2 separate regions of the Capra hircus genome follow, and region 1 is linked to region 2. A link is a contact called in public Hi-C data. All regions are on one chromosome and are shown on one strand. Each heading gives the region's core, a stretch centred on a gene start, on an enhancer-like site or on the middle of the called end of the contact. The rest is flanking DNA. Distances are from core to core; before and after follow the strand shown. Region 1 has its middle 43 kb from the start of UBASH3B. Region 2 overlaps UBASH3B (ubiquitin-associated and SH3 domain-containing protein B).

Region 1 (4,990 bases), core at 2,269-4,768, 170 kb after region 2:
TAATGCTTGCTGCTGCTTGCTGCAAGCTGCTATATACTGCTGTGCGCATCCGAAATCAAGCCTACCTTTGTGCTATTATTCTGTCAACTGAAAAAAAATGACAACCTAAAAGTTGAGAATTATGTTTTATCGGTGAACATTCGGAGGATGTACGCCCAGAAGACACCCTCTCAGATAGCTGAGGGGCTGCTCCAAAGAGGTAAAGGAGGAGCCAGGATGAATGGGAGTTTTTGCAACAAAAACTGGTAGTCAAAATATCAAAAGATTAAACAAAAAACAAACATCTCAAGTTAGTGAGTTTAGTGCTTTTCTATTAATATGTATGGCAAGATGCAAGAGTGTGGGCTTAATGAAGCTGCTCCTTTGATATGGACCTCAACTATGTAGGGCCAGTATCCAGTTCTTTACCAACGTGAATCCCCTCCAGGTGCACAGCTGAGGGTGACTGCAGTGGCTGACTGGCTTGGCTTGATGGTAGGCAGCTTCTTTGTCTCCATCCTGAGTACCCTCAGGGCTCACCAACCCAGTGGCTGCAGTGGCTGATGGCTTGGTGGCCACAACATCTTCTGTTTGCTGATGTGGCAGGTGCCATTCTTTGTCCACAGCAGTGAATGTGACTGCCATGGTGCTGGGGCACGCGGCAAGGGGGATGTTTGGTTATCCGTGGGTATGTAATAAACCGCTCCCAAAACTCAGGGGGTAGAAACAACTCTTTATTCCCTTCTGATTATGCAGTTTGCACATGGTAGGGTTGGCATGTCTCTGCTCCTGTGGTACTGGCTGGAAGGCCCAGAGAGGCTTCACTCATATGTCTGGTGCCTTGGCTGGTGAGGCTGAAATGGCAGGGGCTTGCCTGGGTCTCTCTTGCTTTCATCCCCCACAGCTCTACTCTCTCCATATGGTCTCTATCTCTAGCAGGGTAATTGCACTTCTTTACATGGTGGTAGGCTTCCAAGAGGAGGAAGCCACCAGTCTTGAAGGCCTAGGACTAGGATTGGCACGGTGTCACTTCTGCTCCCTTTACTGAGACCAGTCCAGATTCAATGGAATAGGAATTAGGCCCCACCTCATGAAGGGCTGGTAGGAAATGTTGGTGGCCTACAACAGGGGAAGAAAATGTGAATAAGATCTGTTTTTTTCCCTAAAGGAGTTCATGGTCTCACCTTCCTGTGGATAAGATAACATGAAACCATTAGGTGTCATTTCCAGGGGCTCTGGAGAGCTCCAGTACTACAGTTCTTTATGTCTCAGCACAGAGAAGAATTCAGTGAGAGCAAGGTGATAGATAAGAAGTGATTTATTAGAATCGGATGATTGTGAGGCTTACAAGCAGAGGGGTGAGAAATGCTACATCTTGAGAACTTAGTGGGCTACAGTTTTATAATCAAAGGGAAAGTCGAGAGGGGGAGAAGACTATCTTTCTTAAGTAGACATCATGTTTTCATCATCAGCCTTTTCTCCAGGTTGAGCAGGGGAGTTTTCTTGTCCCTACATGGTCAAGCTGGGCCCACAAGTCATTGTTTTTTATGTGTGCAGAGCATGTCCTAGGAATCATTAACTTACTGAGCTCACTGGGCAGGTTGTGGTCTCAGGTCTCCATTGTTTTATTGTTTAGGGGTAGGTTCCATGCTTCTGGTGTATGGTTTTGTTGCTAAGCAAGCCTGCTTGGTTTTGTGGTTAAGCATCCTGCTTTCTTGAGTAATCATTAACTTACAGGGGTTGCCCATATTTTTTCTACTTATAACCCCCTAGTGGGATGAACTATCTACTCACCTACTTTGTCTCTTCACTCTGTCCCTATCAAACAGACACTTTGAACAGAGTATAAAAAGTCCTCGAGCTCTGTGTCAGCTCCCTTGGGAAACAACACGCAGGACTTGATCCCTGTGAAGCTGGGGGTCTTAGCTGCAGCATGTGGAATCTAGTTGCCTGACCAGGGATTGAACCCAGGCCACCTGCACTGGGAGCAGAATCTTAGCCACTGGATCAGCAGGGAAGTCCCCACCTAGGAATTTTAAAAGTGGCATAAACTTCTGTCAGCTAATATTGCTTCTTTGGGTACCAGAATCTTTCCTTTGGAATGTTGTGCCTACCTTGTGGAATGTTTGAAGCAGTAAAGGAACAGAGAGCTAGGATTCATTGTGTTTGACAAACAAGTTATATGAACTGTGCTCTTTCAGTTTGTTCTTAATGCTTGTTGAATAATTTTTCTTTTCTTTTGGCCACACTGGGTCTTCATTGCCTCAGTGGCCTTTCTCTAGCTGTGGAGCATGGACTCTAGAGCTCACTAGTTGCAGTGCACAGGTTCAGATGCCCTTAGGCATGTGGGATCTCTGTTCCCTGAACAGGGATCGAACCTGTGTCCCTTGCATTGGAAGGTGGATTCTTAACCATTGGACTACTGGTAAGTCCCTTGTTAAATAATTTCTTGTATGTATTTCGTTTGAGGTTTATTTTCATTTTAATCAAGGTCCCAGGTGGCTCAGTGGTAAAGAATCCATCCACCAATACACGAGAAAGAGGAGACCTGGGTTCTTCTTCCCTGGGTGGGGGAGATCCCCTGAAAAAGGAAATGGCAACCCACTCCAGTATTCTTGCCTGGGAAACCCCATGGACAGAGGAGGCTGGTGGGCTACAGTCAGTCAACGGGTCACAAAGAGTTGGACATGACTAAGCATGCACACACACATCTAGATTGGAGGGGAGCAGCTAGTTTATGCCACTTTAAAAATCCCTAGTTGGGGACTTCCCTGCTGGTCCAGTGGCTAAGCCTCTGCTCCCAACGCATATGGCCTGGATTCAATCCCTGGTCAGGCAACTAGATTCCACATGCTGCAGGTAAGACCCAGCACAGCCAAAATTATAAAAAAAAATTTTTTTTAAATAAGATAAAAGTCCTGAGTGGCTTTTACAGCAGGCAGTCTCTCCTTTCTCATCTCTGGCCACGATCTCCAGCTACGTTCTCTCCTCTGCTGTTGGTGATGTTTTGTCTCCTAAAGTCAGGTTCACCTGTGCACAAAAGTGCCCCCTTGTGGTTTTCCTTGGGCTATGCATTCCTTGTAGTTCAGTCACTAAGTCCTGTCTGACTCTGGGACTCCACCGACTGCCGCCCACCAGGATTTCCTGTCCTTCACTATCTCCCAGAGCTTGCTTAAACTCATGTCCATTGAGTTGGTGATGCTATCCAACCATCTCAGCCTCTGTCGGCCCCTTCTCCTCTGGCCCTCAACCTTTGCCAGCATCGGGGTCTTTTCCAACGAGCTGGTTCTTTGCATCAGGTGGCCAAAGTATTAGGGAGCTTCAGCTTCAGTCCTTCCAGTGAATATTCAGGGTTGATTTCCTTTAGAAATGCCTAGGAGCTGGCTTATGGGTCCCTGGAGGAGCCTGCACAAGATGCCACCAGGCTGTGGGAGGCACACATCAAAAAGAACAGTCTGTTTGCCAAGGGAATGTGTGTGTGCAGAAGTGTATAGCTCAGCATAACTGCTGCACTGAGAGAGAAATCACAGCATCTGCCAGCCGGAGAAGTCTGCTCACACTCTTTCCCGTGTCCCTCTCCCTCCCAAGAACAGCTGCTATGCTTATTCCAGTCACATTTGAACGCTTATTTTGCAAAAGAAGAGCATAGGCCTGAAACAGCCATCTGATCTAAGAGCCAACTTATACTTGAGCAAAAGATGAAAATTTCTGGTGTGATCAGCCTCAGGGAGTTGAAAGCTGAGGGATGACATTTTAATGATGTTTACATTTTCAACGAGTTTTTGTCTGAGGAAGCCTGCTTTTAACTGAGGAAATCTCCTATATGCATCAATGCAGATAAGTTAATGTTCAATAGTAGTGAAAACCATTTAATGAAACCCATAGCAGATTTTGAGATTGCATTTCTGTTATATTCAAAGGACTGTGCTGAATAATGTAGGTATGTGAGAGATGCCCTACTGAAGCCTGATTTTGTTGTTGTTTTTCCCCTATTGAGTTTAGAAATTAAAATATCGGATTTTATTTGGGTTTCTTAAGGATCCTTGTGTTGTGATCTGTTACTGTGCTAAGGATTAGAACCAGCTGATGTGTATGGGACTTTATTTATTAAAAATGTATTTACTTATTTGCTTGTTTGTTGTCAAGCATGTTTTTCATTGTGGTAAGAATATTTAACATGCCATCTACCCTCTTAACTTATTAGTAAGTGTGCTACAGTATGGCTAACTATAGGTACAAGGTTGCACAGCAGGTCTCTAGAACTTGTTCATCTTGCATAACTGAAGCTTTTTACCTACTTGCCAACTAAAGGATGTGTCTTACCACCTGATTCTACGAGAATTAAGTTATTAGGTACTGCTGTTACTGACCTTCAGCACACTCTGAAAGGGACTCCAGGTGGAATGAGGCATTCTGTGCTCTGAGAGAACTGGCAGAACAGGGCTTCAGACAGTCAGATATTTCCAGGAGAGATTCTTTAGGAACCAGGATTCTTGCATCTTCCTCAACTTAGAAAAGCACTGAAACTGAAACTGCACAACTCAGATTGGGACTTGAGTCCACTGTCTTTTAAATAGAATCACTCACTTGGTGTCATGGACAGAGGAGCCTGGTGGGCTACAGACCACTGGATCACAAACAGCCAGACACAACTGAAGTGGAGCGTGCATGCATACACAGTTGGTGTCAAGACTTAATGAAATTCAGGTTCTTTTCTTTATGTCTCGGCGCAGAAAGAATTTAGTAAGAGACAAAGAGGTAAGAAGTAGGTCTTTTAGGGAGATGCACATTCTATAGACAGAATGTGGTCTGTTTCATAAGTCAAGAGTGGCCCTGGAATACGGGGTGGTTGGTTTTAAGGGTTGGGTAATTTCATAGGCTAAGAAGCAAGGGGACTTTTTTCAATCATTTTGGAGAAGAGGTGGGATTTCCAGGATTTGGGCCACTGTCCACTTTTTGCCTTTTATGGTCAGCCTCAGGACTGTCATGATGCCTGTGGGTGTGTCATTCA
Region 2 (4,939 bases), core at 479-2,978:
GGATCCCTTCTCCTTCAGCTCAGCTGGCAAGGAGACTGCCGGCCTCCTCCTCTTCTCAGGTATCACTAGAATCAAAGGCCCCGACTCCCGGAGACAGCGTGAGGCCGACAGTTCCAATCAGACAGTCCGATCAGGTGCAGAGTAGAGAGGATGATGTACCTGACACCTGTAATTACCATGGAAACACCTCCCAAGGGCACATCAGACCTGGGGGTCAGCTGAGGAGGACTGCTTAGCCCACTCCAACTCAGAGGCTTCCGCCAACCGACATGTCTGGAGATCCTCAGAACCAGGCGAGGTGCTCTCACAAAGGTGGTAGGAAAATGTTTCCTTAGGAGGGACTCAGAAAACTTGAGGACAGAGGAAGAAGAGTCGTGAAGGGTCGCTGACCCCTCCAAGTCCCTCCCTGATGCTGGAATCCCCTCTGCAACTTCTCAGCAAGTCAGCAGGTCCTACTTGAGGAGCCCTGTGACTCTCCCTCCCCCAGGCTACCTGGGATTAGGAGTGAAGCAAGACCATCTGATAGCCTGAGTCATTTCTACTTCTGCGATAAACAGGAAAGCACCACTCTGCTATAGGGTCACTGCAGTGGAAGGGACCTCTGATTTGGTGAGCATGTAAGAGAGGACTAGGAAAGACGAGTTAGAGAAAGATTACCATAAAGCTAACGGCTGTTTTAGACCCCGTGCTGTTTTATACATGGCACTGATCCCTAAGCAGCAGTGTTCACAGATACCTACGAGGGAAATGCAACTGTTGGCTTCACTTCATAGATTAGCAAACTGAGGCTCAGAGAGGTCACGCAACTTGGCCAAGGTCACACAGCTGGTGCATGGGAGAGTTAGAATTTGAATTCAAGACTACTAGAATAAAAACTCAATTCGCAATTATGGCACCCTAACACCTAATACATTAGTATTTCCCCATTCTCAGCCAGGCTGGCTGTGAAAGCGGAAATTTCAGACATAGTTCCCAAAATAAAGGGAGGTGACACACTGACCTCCCTGGGGTCTGTGGACTGAGGGCGCTGAGGCTGCCCCTGTTTCGGCAGGAGTGGTCTGGATGCAGAGACCTGCAAGGGGCCAGCAGGAATCCCCCTGCATGCCCTCCTTCCACAGTGAGCCCTACTGGTAAGAATGATCTGGGAGCTGGGTATCATCAAATCTTTTGATTATGTTTCTTCATGAATATGGCATTTGTTTTTTTATAAGCATAAAATGGTTACTTTGGGGACTACCCTGGCGGTCCAGGGGTTAAGACTCTGAGCTTCCTGGATTCAGGCAGTGGGGCACAAGTTCGATCCTTGGTTGGGAAACTAAGATCCCACATGCTACATGGCATGGCCAAAAAAAAAGCCCAACCAACCAAACAAAACACAATGGTGACTTTGGAAACCCAACTTAGAAACACTTCTGAACATGAGGCAGCTTTGACCTTCCGTTCTGAGCTACAAAATGCTGAATGTTCATGGGGTGGGGGTGGGAAGGAAGAGGCAGGCTTGCTGGGGAGGGTTATTAGGGAAGAAGATACTCGTTCTCATCATCGGGTTTGTGGTTTGCCCGCTGCTAATCAGGGGAGGGGACTGTCTTTTCTTTTCTCCCTTTAGGCAAAACACTCAGTGAAATTGCCCGTCTCTGCTTCTCTTTCATGACAGTGATAACAACGTTGCACACCATGCAGCTGGTGCTCAGAGCTGCCGGCTCTCAGCCACGTTGGCACAAGGCAAGAACAAGAGGGAGGGAAACCAGCATGCACGCCCCGGCCAGGCGCCCAAAATGCGCCAGGGAAGGGCTGGCTCTGAACTTCCCGGATTAAGAAGCACAAAAGAGGAACAAGAGGCACCCATCAGGACAAAGCTGGTCATACAGCACAGGCCACTCAACGTGGGAACAGGCTGGTCTGGGGGCACTCCACAGAAGACCTGGGTGGGGAAGGGCCCGCCTGCCTCCCTCAGCCTCTGGAGGTTACCCATTTCCACAGAAATGGTCTCTGTCATCTAGGCATTCATGTGCCAGGTCTGAGGACTGGCTCAGGCGGTCAGGTCCGCTGACCTTGGCAAACCTGTTCACTACTGGCTGGCTGGCATAGTGGGAATCTGTCCTGCTTCTCTGGGGAGTCTGTGCAATGACCCGGGACAAAGTGCACAGAAGCCCCAAAGCCATAAAGACTCGGCGGTGGGCTGACCCACACTGAGGCCAGAAGAGATGTGCCCTAAGCAGCCTGTTTGGTCTCTGATGGAGAACTCTGACAGATGTTCCAGCCGTGGTGGCGGGTGGGGTAAAGCGGGGCATCCCGCTCTTCCCGTGCCCCAGCTCCGCCCTTCCCTGAACGTCTGGGGCCAAGAGCGCTGGACTCCACGCACTGCTCCTGCCGCCCTGCGTGTCCCGCCACCTCCTCAAGGGCCACAGTGTCCTTCGAAAAGCAGCAGGCAGAGAGCCCGGCACGGGCTCACCCGTGAAATATCCAGGTGCTGCACTCGTCGGCCTTGGTGATGTAGTTCTCCGGCAGGAGTCCAGAGCAGCCCGTGGTCAGGGAGGTGCCGTAGATCCAGCCCTCGCTGGTGCTGGTCTGCTCCATGGGCGACATGAAGATGAAGTCCCCGGGGACTAGCTCCAGCTCGTCGTCGTTCTGCGGGGTGTACGGGTAGATCACCTGCAATGTCTGGAAAAGGGGGAGAGGGAGGCGTGAGGCCCACGCCTGACCAGCTCTGCTGAGCGCTCAGGGCCCGCCTGTGGGCTCTGCTCGCGTTCACGGGCACCTCTGGAGTCTGCAGGCTCCGAGTAGATCTGGATTCAGATCAGAAGGAGTTTCTCCTCCTCTCAGGATATGCTAGTGCTTCTGGCTCGTTCCAGACTTTCCTTCAGGCATAGCTTTGCTTCAAAAGACATGGCTTTTAGAAATTCATATGAAAACCTGTAGGTTCTCCAGTAAACTGCTTTACAGACGGGTTTGGACCTCGTTTTCCCTGCTCTGTCTGCCACGTTGATGCCGTAAGAGACCCTGGACACACAGCTCATGGAAAGGAGTCTTCCATGCAATGTCACCAACGCCCAGATGAGAGACTCTGCTAGGAAGGCTTTGGGGATGAAATGTCTCCTCTCCATGTAACTGAGCAGCTCAAATAAGACACGGTCCTGCCTTCAAAGAGCTTTCTTTAAACCTCCATGGTTAACAAAGACTTCGAAAGAAAAATATCTTTCACAGCCATCAGTGTCCTGTGTGTAACCAGCTCTTGTCAGTCAGCAGGTGGAGACCACGTGTTCCCTCTTTGGGCTCAGAAAAAGCCCCTTGGGCCAACCCCAGGCCATGTCACTTGTCTGATTTATTCCATATTTTGCCTCCTTATTTATTTTGCCTCACAGGCAGACGTATGAAGATACTCTGGAAAACATCTATTAATATTTTACTACTTTTCTGTTAACAGCAGGAGACCTCAATACTAAGGAAAATATTTTTCTATGTGTTTCATAAGAGGACACTAAGATGGAGCTGTTTTATCAGCTTTTCCTTCAATCCTGAAGCCACTAGAGGAAAGCTAAGTATTCTGGTTCCCACGTATGGGTTTTTAACTTTGTTTGGCCTCTGTTATTTCTCATCTGCAGGGGCTTCCCTGGTAGCTCAGATGGTAAAGAATCTGCCTGCAATGCTGGAGATCCAGGTTCAAACCCTGGGTCAAGAAGATCCCTTGGAAGAGGGTATGGGAACCCACTCCAGTATTCTTGCTTGGAGAATCCCATGGACAGACTAACCTGGTGGGCTACAGTCCATGGGATTGCAAAGAGTTGGACACGACTGAGCGGCTACCATTTTATTTTCTCATCTGTAAAATAATACTTACACTATAAAAGTTAAATGAGACAATCTAAGAAAACTCCTGAGGACTCTAGTACACAGAAGAGGTGTAATTATTTCTATTGAACCATGACTCCTGGCTTTCAAGGGGTTATCTTTCCATCAAGCTGATGCTAACCCCCAAAGCCTATGCTAGGTAGGCCTGTGAGCTAATCGGCTCCTTGGGGTCAAGGTGATCCATCAGATATCATAAAGAATTTCCTTCTGGAAATCTCTAACGAGAAGAGCCAGTAAAAATGATTTCCCCCCACCAGAGAATGAATGTGATAATGCACAGAACTTGAATGCCCCACTGGATTTCTGACATCCCTTTTATTTAGGGCACCCACTTCCTCTCCGAATCCTCACTCCAGCATCTATTGGCTCGAGATCTTCTTCCATCCCATCGACTCCCCACTCCTCTGTCAGATACACGCTCAAATTACATTTTCAAATGAACCAGGAAGGTTTTTTTGCTGGGTTGTTAAAAAACAGCTTAAGGAAAAAGAAAAAAATTCACAACCAACCACTTAAATCTCTAAGCTAGGTATGTGATGAGACACCAGAAGCAATGCTCCTTTTCCTGGAACAGGGTGGAGAGAGGCACCGAGTCACAGGAAACAAGTCTAAACTCAGGTTCCTTAGATGCTCAAGCGCAGCACAGTCTTGGGTAATGATGCCTCTGACTCAGCGGCAGGCCTTTCCTTTGAGAAACTCAAAAATGACAGGGAAGATCTCATCCCTCCTTTCACTTGGGGGTGAGTCTTCTGGCTCTACGAGATCCCAGGGAGGTTGAGGTACAGAAAGGAGCAGAAGGTACAACTCCTAGGCAGAGAGCAGTTGCACAACAAGGAGCTTTGATTTACCGAATGAGCAATAAAGAAAATCAATGTACTGCAGCAAATCTCAAATTATAACCGGTGCTCAGGTCCCCATAGTTCTTTCCTGCTCACCGAAACCGCACGGCATGCAAAAGTCAGCCCAAGTTTGGGAGATCTCAGGACACACTGCCTAGTTTTGTCCTGAAAGTGTTAGTCACTCAGTTGCGTCTGACTCTTTGCAAGTCCGTGGACTGTAGCCCACATCGGGCTCCTCTGCCCGTGGGATT

Evidence for each region. Hi-C and Micro-C count contacts between places; a contact is called where the count stands out from the background.
Region 1: a contact with region 2 is called in a Hi-C map of blood, with 2.1 times the contacts expected there. The contact joins two enhancer-like sites. A contact is called at or near these places in 2 of 5 Hi-C or Micro-C datasets (both in blood).

What each region holds. Positions count from the first base shown.
Region 1 is chr15:49,081,848-49,086,837 of ARS1.2, forward strand. No RefSeq gene overlaps it. Among named protein-coding and RNA genes, the nearest start is that of UBASH3B, 43 kb to the left of the region's middle. Within about 2 kb of position 3,519, at least 1 of the 5 cell types and tissues checked has an H3K27ac peak or open chromatin away from gene starts, as enhancers often do.
Region 2 is chr15:48,909,438-48,914,376 of ARS1.2, forward strand. UBASH3B (ubiquitin-associated and SH3 domain-containing protein B) reads right to left here. Exons shown (of 14, transcript XM_018059637.1): 6 at 2,453-2,661. Among named protein-coding and RNA genes, the nearest start is that of CRTAM, 41 kb to the left of the region's middle. Within about 2 kb of position 1,729, at least 2 of the 5 cell types and tissues checked have an H3K27ac peak or open chromatin away from gene starts, as enhancers often do.